Regions from separate parts of the Gossypium hirsutum genome. Here region 2 is linked to region 1. A link is a contact called in public Hi-C data. All regions are on one chromosome and are shown on one strand. Each heading gives the region's core, a stretch centred on a gene start, on an enhancer-like site or on the middle of the called end of the contact. The rest is flanking DNA. Distances are from core to core; before and after follow the strand shown.

Evidence for each region. Hi-C and Micro-C count contacts between places; a contact is called where the count stands out from the background.
Region 2: a contact with region 1 is called in a Hi-C map of leaf, with 2.7 times the contacts expected there. The contact joins the promoter of LOC107951184 here to the promoter of LOC107951317 in region 1. A contact is called at or near these places in 8 of 34 Hi-C or Micro-C datasets (callus and leaf).

The regions. Positions count from the first base shown.
Region 1 is chrA02:44,057,817-44,064,316 of Gossypium_hirsutum_v2.1, forward strand. It overlaps LOC107951317, which reads left to right and starts at 1,565. Exons shown (of 2, transcript XM_016886320.2): 1 at 1,565-1,885; 2 at 1,967-2,447. The coding sequence starts at 1,750. The coding sequence ends at 2,175. LOC107951318 (a long non-coding RNA gene) reads left to right here and starts at 3,513. Exons shown (of 4, transcript XR_005908966.1): 1 at 3,513-3,892.
Region 2 is chrA02:44,215,053-44,221,218 of Gossypium_hirsutum_v2.1, forward strand. It overlaps LOC107951184 (plant UBX domain-containing protein 10), which reads left to right and starts at 3,939. Exons shown (of 4, transcript XM_016886124.2): 1 at 3,939-4,927; 2 at 5,842-6,012. The coding sequence starts at 4,151. It also overlaps the pseudogene LOC121213563.

The DNA.
Region 1 (6,500 bases), core at 315-2,814:
ACTATCTCTCTTGACAAAACTCAACTAGCTTTTTCTAATTGGATATGCCAATTTGTTCATAAGAACTCGAATATGGCAAACAACCGACTCATTTTCCCAACTGTACGCCAAAACAACTCCCTCCCAATGCGCACTTTGAGCTAAAATTGGATCAACTTTAAAGGACAAATGTGATTATCCCATATACTGGAGAGATAATGAATACCGTTTTGAAAGGTTTTAGCATGAGTTCATATCTCACGATTTTCAATAGGAATGATAACAGACCTAAGGCTAAATGGGGTTTTGTTAAGCATGAAATTAATCATACTTGATTAGGGTTTAAAAGTGAATTTAAACGTAATGATAATAAGTGAAAAGGAGAAAGGACTTAAAAAGTAATTGAACTAAAAATAAGAAAATGGAAAAAAATTGTTAGTAAACTTGAATAGCTACTTATGCGTTAAAGAGAAAAAATAAGAATTGTTTTAATTCTATTCCAATGTGTCCTTTCCAAGCCATCATTACAAGGTATTTATATAATTTTCATATGTCAAATTTAGCATGATTCCTCCTAACATTATGCCTAACAACAAACTAAAATCATATTTTTTTTCTATTTATAGAGTTTGACAAATTCACAATTTGATTTTTAATCAGCCACTAATTCTGCAACTTTTCAATTTGTCCCCTTTTATTGTTTTCTATTCCAATTAAGCCAAATTTGTTTGTTTATTTGAACTTCGGTAATCTAATTGCGTCCTGACAAAACTAAAACTAGAAATCACAATCTTAGTAGCATTCTATTCAAAATTTGACCACAAATAAGAACATTAAACACACAAAATTAGCTTGCTATCAGATTGCTATGTAAATGACAATTAATATTTAATTAATTTTTAAAATTTGAAAAAATATTTCTTCATAATTTTTATATTTTAAAATAATTTTAACGATTTTTAATTTCTAAAAATAGTTTTAATTATTTTTTGAATTTTTAAATTTTAAAAACTTAATTAAATACAAACGTACCATCCAACCTCAACAAAGTTAAATATTAATTTTTCCATTCATTTGGAGTGATTTGAAAAAAAAAATTAAATTAAAAAAATTTAAAAAGTAAAAAATTAAAAAAAAAGCTAAAATGTGGTTTTTTTTAAACCCCAAGAAATGCCACCTAGTAGAAATTTCATAGGCATGGTGATTCATCTTCCCTACAGGAAATCATTTCTATTAGTATGTGCATTAACAATCAAATTATAATAGATGGGTAGAGAGATTTGAATCCACTGCATGTCACATATGCAAGCTTTTGTCAAGTACTCCTTTGAACATTTGTAAATAAATTATATATGTTTACAAGGCCGTAACCATAACAACATTGAGTCGAAGAAAATTTTAGATATTATCCAATTTGATTCGAATTTTTACAATTTTATTCATAAAAAACAGTTCAAATTTTTAGCATGAAAGAGATTTTGAAATTGTGGAAGGACTGATAATGTAAAATGTAGATTGGGAAATCAATCAGAGGCATCCTACTTCAGACTTTTTTGCATATCCACCCTTCTCATGTGAGAGTACAGGGTGGAAAGCTTAGTATTTTTTTCCCACCTAAAAAAGCAAGCACTGCAATAAAAATAGCCTTGTTAGAAATGTGAGAAGCCGCCCCCATCTTACATGAGCAAACAAACACAACAGTTATGAGATTCAGTCACATTGCAAGAGGTGGATTTTGTGACATTTCTTACCGAATTTAATGAAAAAGTTATGGCTCCAACTGGTCTCTTATATATAAAAACAAAACCCCATTGCACAATCAACACAAACAAAACCATGGTATCATCAAAGCTTCTTGTGGTTGCTGTTTTCCTGCTCTTTTCCTATTCATTTGCAAAGCTTCATGGTACTTTAATTGATCATGTAGCAAAATTACTTCTTCTTTTTGCAAGTAAACTAATTAATTAAATTTATGTGTTTGCTGAAGGTGCAGAAAAGGGTCCATGCAAGTCTCATTCCAATGGGGAGTGTTCAGCGCATGCAAAAAAAGGGAACGGTAAAGGTTGTCATTTTGCTGGAACATGCAGCAGCGGAGGAGATTGTAGGCAGGCATGCGCAGCCTTGGGCCGCAACCCTGATGCCGTCGAGTGTGTTACTTCCACCGGTGAAAACCGCTGCTGTTGTCTCGACATTTGAAAGACTGTATGAAACCGTAATGAAATTTACTTTACGTACCCAAATGCAAACCCTTGCAGTGTTAACAACTTGGACGAGTTAACATGGTCAACTGTTTGTGTGGTGTTTGTAACGAGTTATAGTGTCTATTGAGTGTCTTTTTGTGTAACTCTTTAGAAGTTTTTTATGAAATAAATTTATTTGGCTGAAAAAATGGAGTCAAAGTTCAATGTAGAGTTCTTAATATTGGACTAGTTGGCTAAAGAAAACTCTTGTTTGCTGCTTCTCCGATCTACATGATGTTTTTTGTTTTTTGAAAGTACGACAATTTCATTAAAAGGCCTCCAAATGTACATGGGTTCAAAAAGTCTAGATAACGAAAGATGAAGTATAAGGGTTGAAATGGTCCAGCCCATCCCGGAAGGAGACAAACCTTAGTCCCACCTTTTCCAATCCAAAGGGATGAATAGAGGAAACTGGAATGAAGCAGTCCTACTCCCAACCTACAAGTCTACTACCGAAGAGGTCCAAGAGGATCGCGGTTGACACCATAGAGCACGTAATCGATTGTTGTAAATCCTGAGCCTTCAAGAGGGCATCAGCATCCAAATCACAAAGATCCAGAGGACCCAGATCGACATCACCATGCTCGAGCGTTCGAGACCAATGTCAATGGTGCTCCACCCCGCACAACATCCTTACCAAAACGAACAAAAATGAGGCTCAAAAAGCTTCCGACCAGACAAAAGGAGACAAACTCTTAGACAAAAATCGTGAAAAGACCACGAAAAAGCCAAGGGTCTCTCTTCCATCTCTCCAATGGCTGAAAGCCGAGTGGAAGTAGGGGACCTGATTATTCTGCTGAAAATAAGGAAAAGGAAAAAAAGAGGATGGGAGTGAAGATGGGGAAGGAGAGAGTAAGGGGAAAGAGGAAGGGAGGAGAGGGCCGGCGATCGGCCATAAGACTGCCTTCAGTGGCTAAAGGGCGGAAAAACTGATTCTTAGGGATTACAAAATGTGAGAGGAAAATACAGGGACTGAGAAAAACAATATTATTGATAGTTATTGATTATTTTTTTAAGGATAAACTATATAAATAATCATTCAATTATAATTTTTTTTATTTTAAGCACTTAAATTAAAAGAAGTTTTTTAATTTAAGAATTCTCGTTGCATAGTTTGACCATTGTGATTAAAATCCCAAAACAAAAATCTAATATGGCGTTCTTTTTTTCTTTTAAATTTTGATTTTTTGCTTAATTAAATTAAAATTCATGTCATTGTTATTCATAAAAAATTATCACTTTAATCCACAACTTTTAATTTAATTTAAATAAGGTATAACCTTAAAAGATTTTGGACATTTGCATTTGTCAGCCTCTAGTGTCAGTTTCTGCCTTGGGTGGAGACTTTCTTTTTCGCAGACATATCTGCAAATGCCACAACAAATCATTAAATTTTACATTACAAAAATGAAAATATTTCCTTTTTTTCTGTTTTTTTAAAAAAAACCCAACATCAAATAATTAAAAAGTGAAGTGAGAAGGGTAATCAAATGTCACTACTTCAACAACATTCAAAGCCTTCTTTAGCATTTCATTCCATCCGCATAAATTAACCATATAATAGCAAAAGAAAAACCCATATAATCTTATGAAGGAAGAAGGGGAGAGGAGGTGCCTGATCATCCAATCAAAAGACGAAGGAGCACCAGCGCCATGAGCGAAGACTACCAGAGGTATGAATTGACTTGGGTCAACGATGATTTCGATGGTGATTCTTTGTCTTCGGTTTGCCCATTTGAAGGCGGTAAAGAAGCCATTGATTTCACTTCTTCTTCTTCTTCTTTTTTTTCCCACAAATCGAACAACCATCTTTGGGCTTCTTCCAAGTCGGTTGAAATTTGGGCCACTAAAATGATAAATTTTTATGGATAATAATAACGTAGATTTTAATTTAATTAGGTGAAAAATTAAATTTTAAAATAAAAATGTCATGATAGATTGTATTTTGGGGTTTTAACGGAGTGACCAAAATGATTTAATCATGTAATGTAAGTGTCTAAATTGCAATTTTTTTAATTGGGTGCTTAAAATGAATTTGTTTTAGTTAACTGTAGTTTACTATGTTTATTATTTGCAACTCTAATCTATAATATATATATATATATATTTATATATATTATATATAAAAGTATGAGTTTGAAAAAACTTTTGAACTTATGAGAATACCTATTACTTTTTATCATATTACTAAATTCACATTTAAAAATGATTATAATATTTAATTTAGAATTATTAGTTAAAAAAGTTGAAACAAAATAAAAGTTTTGATAATTATACATTTAAAATTAATTATAATTTAATAAAATCTATGATAAATATATTTTTAAAAATAATTAGAATTTAAATTACAAATATTAGTTAAAAAATTGTGCTAATTTTAAAATAAAATTATTAGTTTAATAAAATTATAAGTACAAAATACATGAAAAAATTGTGATAATTATAATAGAAATTATTAGTTAAAAAATTTGACGTAAAAAAAAGTTGTATTAATTTTATTTATTTAAATAAAATTATTACTTGAATAGGATTTTAAGCATATTAATTATGATAATTAATATTAGAGTTAATTACATTAATTAGTTACTATTTTGAATAATGTTATTTTGGATGTTGAATATATTAAAAATCTTTTAATTATTATTTAAAATTATTTATTATAATATTTGAACTAATAAGTTAATATATTTTATTACATTCAATTATTCAAATAAGAGATACTATTTTATTTGCAGTATATGTAATATTAGAAGCAAATGTATAAAAAAAGCACGAGTTTGGAAAAACTTTTGAATTAATGAGAATATCTTTTTATTTTTCAAAATTCACATTTAAAAAAAAATTGAAGTAAAATAGTAGTTATGATAATTACAAATATAAAAATAATTATAATTTAATAGAAGTTATTGTAATTGTACATTTCAAATAATTATAATTTAATTTACAATTATTAGTTAAAAAAATTGTGCTAATTTTAACATAGAGTTATTACTTGAATAGAATTTTAAGCACCTTAATTATCAATAGATTAATATTAAAGTTAATTATGTTAATTAGTTATTGTTTTGAATAATGTTACTTTGCATTAATTAAATAAAGTAAAACTATATTTTATATTGAAATATTAAAAATACTTTAATTATAATTATAAAAAAATTTAATTATAATATTTAAATTAATATTTTTTTAAAAATAATATATTTTAATTATATTCAATAATTAAAAGAATGAATATTATTTTATGTTAATTATTATAATTAACACTATAATATTTTAAAATTTTTAATTAAATATTAAATACTTAACATAAGTTGCATGTAAGAATTACATATAAAAGTGATTATGGCTCTAAATTAAGCAACAAAGCAATTCATAATTTAAAAGGAAGGAAATAAAAGTTGAAACTTAAAATCCAAGGTATGTTGTTGATGGTAGTTTCAAATATTGCCATTTGGGCTTTATTTGGAAAATCAAATAGTCCAATATATATGGATGCAATCAAATCTTGAAACTAGTTAATAGTAATACAATATTAAAATTAAAAACAGTCGATGTCCAGTTAACTTATAACACTAACTCAATCAAATACATTATTAATGTATGATGGAAGTAATAAAGTGAGTATAATAAAATTTACAGCGTGTTTGGTTCGCCGTATTACCCAATCCATTACGCCCCGATTACGCGCGTATTACATTACGCCCCTAATCCGGCGTTTGGTTCGCTGTATTAGCCATTACGCGCGTATTACATTACGCGCGTATTACATTACGCCCCTAATCCCCAAATTCCCATGTTTTACAATCCGTTCCCAAATCGTTGTATTAGCCATTACGCCCGGCCTCCCTCCCCATCTCTCTGTTTTACCCTCCCTCCCTACCCGACCCTCTCCTCTTCCGTCCTAATCATTTTCTCCTCCCATTTCCCACTGATTCCGTTGATTAATCTATCGTCATCGTTTCTTCTCGTCTCAGCATCAAATTTCCCTTCCCCATTTCCTCCCAACACTATCTGCTCCGCACACCAAAACCCTCTCTTTTTCTCTTCAATATATTCACAAAATTGGAAATTCTAGCAGCAGCAGCAGCAGCCAAAATAGTAACCAGCAGCAGCCCCTCTTTCTTCTCTTTCTTTCGATTTCACACTTCTCATAAATGGAACATTTCAATCAGAAAATGGAAAAGAGAAATCAGTTGCATGAGAAGGAAAATTACTAAGGTTGTTGGTTTGCATATTTAACTGGGTTAATCTTAGAAATCTTGAGGGAGAAAACTTGTGACA
Region 2 (6,166 bases), core at 2,689-5,188, 160 kb after region 1:
GATCTGATGAGCTACAAGCTCAACTAGGACAGTCATAACTCACAAGTCATACTAGCATAGTTATCTTCTATTCTTGTTCGCTGTTTTATTTGTTTGTTATATCATTGACTACAGATGCATGTAACTATAAGTTCTTTCTAGCAACAGAAAATTGAGAATCATTGATTCACCACACATGTCAAAAAGGAATGAAAAGTTAAATAGGAAAAATATAGAACCTCATATAGCTGCACGCTCTTGGACTCACTAAAGGGCGTCATAAAAAGGCTTGCTTCAAGAATCGACCATAGCCTGACAAGGAAAATGAGTTAAAATGCATCATCAATAACAATAACCAGAAACAAGAGAAAAGAAAAGTTAGCAACCAACAACATCTTTTGTTTTTCATGATTGCAATTTAGTGCTAACCCCTCCATTGCCATGGAGTCACTGATATGCCTCTTTATCACAATTTTAAAGCAATGCACTATCTATTCAACGTTCTCTTATCATGATAAAAATGGAAGATTTATAACATCATTAAGAAATACATAAATTTAATCCAAAACAAACATAGAAAAAAGAAACCATACCTGAGAGTTTGCTCTCAATGATAGACAGACTAAAGATGCTTCAGGGACAGCCAACTTGCTAGCATCAACGCCACTTGCATAAAAAACAATCGGCAGCTTTGATTTTCTACCATCAGAATATATAACATCCATGGCAGGAAACTTCCTTGCTGCAATTCCAAGAATTAGAATCTTATTTGCCAGTGCAATCTACAAGAAAAGAAAAGAAAAACTAACAATTAAAATGTTTACAGAAAGTAACATTAATTTTACTCAGAAATCAGTTGCAATTCAACTAATTTGAACAGATTTGCAAATGATATAGCCTATATGTATATAAAAAGAACAAATCAGTTAATACCTTACCACCATGTTGTTTTAGCTCAGAAATATCATCAAAATATCCTCTATTCAATTCATCAGCATTGCCCTAAATCAAATTAAAACAATTATTTATATTAAATCTCATGGAAAAAAGAGCACGTAACAAAATTTCAATAAACAAACAAAGCTTAAACTTACAGTCTTGCTCATTCTTTCTCGATTTTTTCCTTGCTTGCAAGCTGCACACACAAGACAAAAAGTTAAAAAGAACTATAGCTTAAAAAATCAAATATTTTAGAGTTAAAAAGGGGGAGATGGAGGAATTGCCTTGTAAATATCGAAGAAGCGAATAGATGATTTTGAAGCGAAATGTTGAAGAGGTGAAGGGGAAATCTTTGGGTCATGACTTAGGAGGTATCGACAATTTGAAATCGAAGCTCATGCCTGGTTTATCACTCGGTTTACCCTCAACATTTTCAGTTTTCGATTTAGATTTCAATTCCCCTTCTAAGAACCCTCTTGCTCTGTCCAACAATTGATGGAATTTTACAGATCAAGAAAAAAAATGGAAGAGAGGAAAAGAAAAAATCTATTGAGAGATAGAAAAAGAAAGCAGAAAAAAGAGGGCAGAAAAATTAGAAGAGAGGAAGATGGAATGAACGGAGGGAGAAAGTGGGGAGCCTTTCAGGTGAGAAAATGGAAGAGGGCAAAGTGGGGAGAGTTTTTGTGGTGATGGTCCCCTTAAAACCGAATTAGTAATCGGTGGTGAGGATACAAAATAGAAATCAGGTAATTTTACTGCATAGGCCCGTAATGGAATAAGTACGTAATAGGACATTCCAATTACGGGCTTATTCCATTGAACCAAACAGGTGTTTAGGGTGGGCTCACAGAATAGGATTGTAATGGCATAGCCATTAAATTGAACCAAACATGGTGTGAAAGAAATGGTTTAAAAAATAAAAATAATGAACCTTCATGTAATATATATTTACTATGGTAACTTTTTTTTTCCCTGAGTTTAGTAAAATGAATCTATTCGATACTAGTTTAATTAAAGAAATTATTTGATTTCTTTTTTAAATGATACTAAATATTATTATAATGATATTTTTACAAAAAATAAAAAAAAAGGTAATCTGAACATGGATGAAGATTTGTATGGAAGTTTTTTTTCTCTCACTTATAGCTAATAAAATTTTAATAAATATGTATTTTCTTTCATCTATATTGTAAGCGAGTAAAAGTAATATGAAAGACATTTGTAATAAAAATTGGATTGTATTTTACTATTTTTACTAAATAAATAAATAAATTAGTCATTGTACATTGAATCAAAGTCAAGTTAGTATTTATGTTAAAATTTTCATTCATTTCTACTATTAAAAATCAGTCGTTGGACGTTAAAATGAGGCACATGTGGCACTCCATGTGTAATTGTTTGATTATTCTGCCTTTCACATTATTTTCTTAATAGTAGAAATTAATGAAAATTTTAATAAAAAGAACCAATTTGCTCTTTGATCTAATGCACCTAGGTTAATTTGCCTATTTTTTAAATAAAGAGAGCAAAATACAATCAACTCCTTGTGGGTTTGATATAATTTAGCAAACTTTTAATTTGATAAAATTATACATATAAAATCTTAATTTCGGTTTAATTATGCACATCATTTAGAAAAATAAAATATTTATTTGTTTTTATTTTTGAATAAATATAATCAAATTATTTATTTATTTCGAGTTAAGAAAAGGGTAAACTACACCTATAGTCACTTTTGTTTATATTAAGTTACATTTTAGTCATTTATATTTGAAATGTTACATTTTAGTCACTTTCATTATCATGTTATAACATTTTAGTCACTAAGTCGTTAATTGCAGTTAACGGTGTAACGGTAAGCTGCCATGCCATGTTAAATCATCATTTCAAACAAAAATTTTAAATTAAATTATACAATTGGTCTCTATATTTCTTTTCATTTTGAGCAATTTAATTTAATTTTTTATGTTCTTTAAATTTTCCTTTTTTCTTTATTTTCCATTCTCTTTTGCTTCTTCTCATGTTTTTCTAATTCTCCATTTCTTTTAACATATCAAGAAGTCAATTTGGCAATGAAGAAAAAAGCAGGAAGCCGAAAGCTATCAAAACCCATAAACCTATACCATCTATTAACTATCAAAACCCTTCACCATCACCCATCATCTTCATTTCATTCATTAACACATTCAACAATACCATGACCTCATTCATGACAAACCCAACAATATTATCCTCCTCACTAAATAAACCCACGTTCAAATCAATCAAGAATCCAAGTAAACAACAATTAATAAGCCCTGAAAAATCACAGAGAGTCAAAGATTAGACAATGACTGGTGATGGAGGAGCACATATAAGAAAATCGAGCCGATCTAATGGTTGATGATGGAGATTCGATCTTGGGTAGTCTAAATGTTGGGGATTTTTTGAGATGTTTTTGAAAGGATGTCATGGTAGTGGTGAAAGTATTAATAGATGAAATGAAGATGATGGGTGGTGGTGGAGGGTTTTGATGGTTAGCAGATAGTATGAGTTTATAACTTTTGGTTATAGCCAATGATGACTTTTAACTTCTGCCTTCTTTCTTCACTACCAAACTTTTTGATATGTTAAAAGAAATAGAGAAATAGAAAAATAGAGAGAGAAGCAAAAGAGAATAAAAAATAAAGAATAAAAGAATAAAAATTTAAAGAACATAAAAGAAAAAAATAAAATTACTTAAAACGAAAAAAATATAGGAACCAATTATATAATTTAATCTAAATTTTTTATTTGAAATGATGATTTAATGTGTCATGTTAGTTTACCGTTATATTTTTAACGAAAATTAATGGCTCGGTGATTAAAATGTTACAACACATTAATGTAAGTAATTAAAACTTAACATTTCAAACATAAGTAACTAAAATATAACTTGAGATAAATAAAAGTGACCATAAGTGTAATTTACCCTAAAAAAATGTTGCAGACAGTGGTAGTTTTGTAAATTAACAACACACCGTGGCGCCCAATTCTGGTAGGCAAAACGCGATCCCAACCGCGACTTTTGTTTTAGAACATTCCAGTGCGTTTCTCACGTAAAACAGAAAATTAAAAAGGAAAAAAAAAATTAAGGTAGGAAGTTCCCTTGTCTTCTTCTCGGTGTCGGACTTCAATTCATTTCATTTCATTTATCTGCAAGAACGAAGGAAATAGAATTTTCCTCTTTTTTTGTTTTGTGAATTCTTGAGAAATGGTTGATGTAGCCGATAAATTGGCATATTTTCAAGCCATCACGGGACTCGAAGATCCCGATTTGTGTACGGAAATCCTTCAGGCCCATGGTTGGGACCTTGAACTCGCCATCTCTTCCTTCACCTCTTCCACTCAACCCTCCGCTTCTTCCACTGTCTCTGATTCCGACCCTCCCGATTCACGGGCCCGGACTGATTCCGCCTCCGCCTCCGGTCCTATTACCGCTCCCGCACCGGGCTTAGCCTGGAGACTCGTTACATTACCGATTTCCGTGATATCCGGAAGTTTAGGGTTGATCTCTGGCGCTGTTGGGCTGGGTCTATGGGCCGCGGGTGGAGTTCTTTCGTATTCCCTTGGGATGATCGGGCTAGGCTCTGGGCAGGGCGGGGAATCATCGGCCGGGTTGGTATCGGTCACAGCTGCGGCTTCTGAAGCGATGGATTTCGTGGCGGCGTTTGAGAGGGAGTACGGAACGAGGGGGCCGAATTTTGTCGGCGAGGGTTTTATGGACGCGTTGCAGAGGTCGAGGAACGCCTTCAAGCTGTTATTTGTGTACTTGCACTCGCCGGACCACCCGGATTCGCCCGTGTTCTGCGAAAGGACGTTGTGTTCCGAGGCTCTGGCGCCCTTTGTGAATGAGAATTTCGTAGCGTGGGGCGGAAGCATTAGGGCTAGTGAAGGTTTTAAGATGAGTAATAGCTTGAAAGCCTCCAGGTTCCCGTTTTGTGCAGTCGTTATGCCTGCTACCAATCAGAGGATCGCGCTTCTTCAACAGGTGCGTACCATTGTGATTCTCACTTTGGATGAAATTATTGATAATGTAATTTAATACTGTTTTCAAGGGCAAAAGAATCATAGTGATTAGCTTTCATTTTGGAAATTTCAGAAACTGAAATTGACCCATTGTTCATACTCTCAGATAAGTTTAAGTTCATTTATGACTTCAATTAATCACATGATACCGGATAAGTAGGTAAAAAAATCAGGGATTTCATTCTAATTGTTATTTTGTCCTTTTGTTTCTGATGAGTACAGAGCTTAGTTGAATTTCTTCTTACTTTTGTTTTATGCATAATACATAATGTTGACAACGGATTTACTATATAGTAACTAGAGTTTACAAGCCAATAACGAGGTAAGTCAAATAGTTGTTAAAGTACAAATAAATGTAGAATGAATTTTCTTTTAATGATTAATTAGCATAAAGCTTATCTTATCCGATTTTCCGCATGCCAAATAGTAATTCCTCCTATTTTGTTGTAAGGCATATTTTGAGATTTATATTGTGCTTACTTTTGGGTACTAGCTTCTCTATTTCTTTACATTAAGATGCAGCTTAAACCTAAATTGTGCGCGCAACATTCCTGACTACATGTTAAACTTCTCTGCCTGCGTATGTTTTAATTACTTGACTTCATTGGAAAATTTAATAGCACTAGTGCTTCTCATTATTTTTTGGTTGTGACTTGTCTTAATAAATGGTTATTTAGCTGATTTATCTGTTTATGGACTTCTTTGCTTTCACAAATCAGGTTTATACAGTTTCAATGTCATTCACTCTAGCTCTTACTACATTCTGTGTGAAATTATCTCTTTCTTAAAGTCAAGTCTTGAGCCCTAGAATGCCGATATTGTTAATGGTGATCTTTCCTTTTGAGTATTACAATGAACTATTCTCTTTCACTGTAGGTTGAGGGACCTAAATCTCCTGAAGAAATGCTCACAATACTACAGAGAGTGCTTGAAGAAAGTGCTCCTGTTCTTGTTGCTGCAAGACTAGATGCAGAAGAGAGAAGAAACAACATGCGTTTAAGGGAGGAGCAAGATGCTGCTTATAGAGCAGCGCTTGAAGCTGATCAGGTAGGCTGATTTGTAATCTTAAATTAGTAACTTTAGTAACACTTCCTCATTGGTACCATCATATTCGAAGACGACTAGAAATGTGAAATTGCTATCCCTCTCTTGATCATTGAATGGATCTGTGCTGTAAAACCTACTGTTTGACTAATGACTT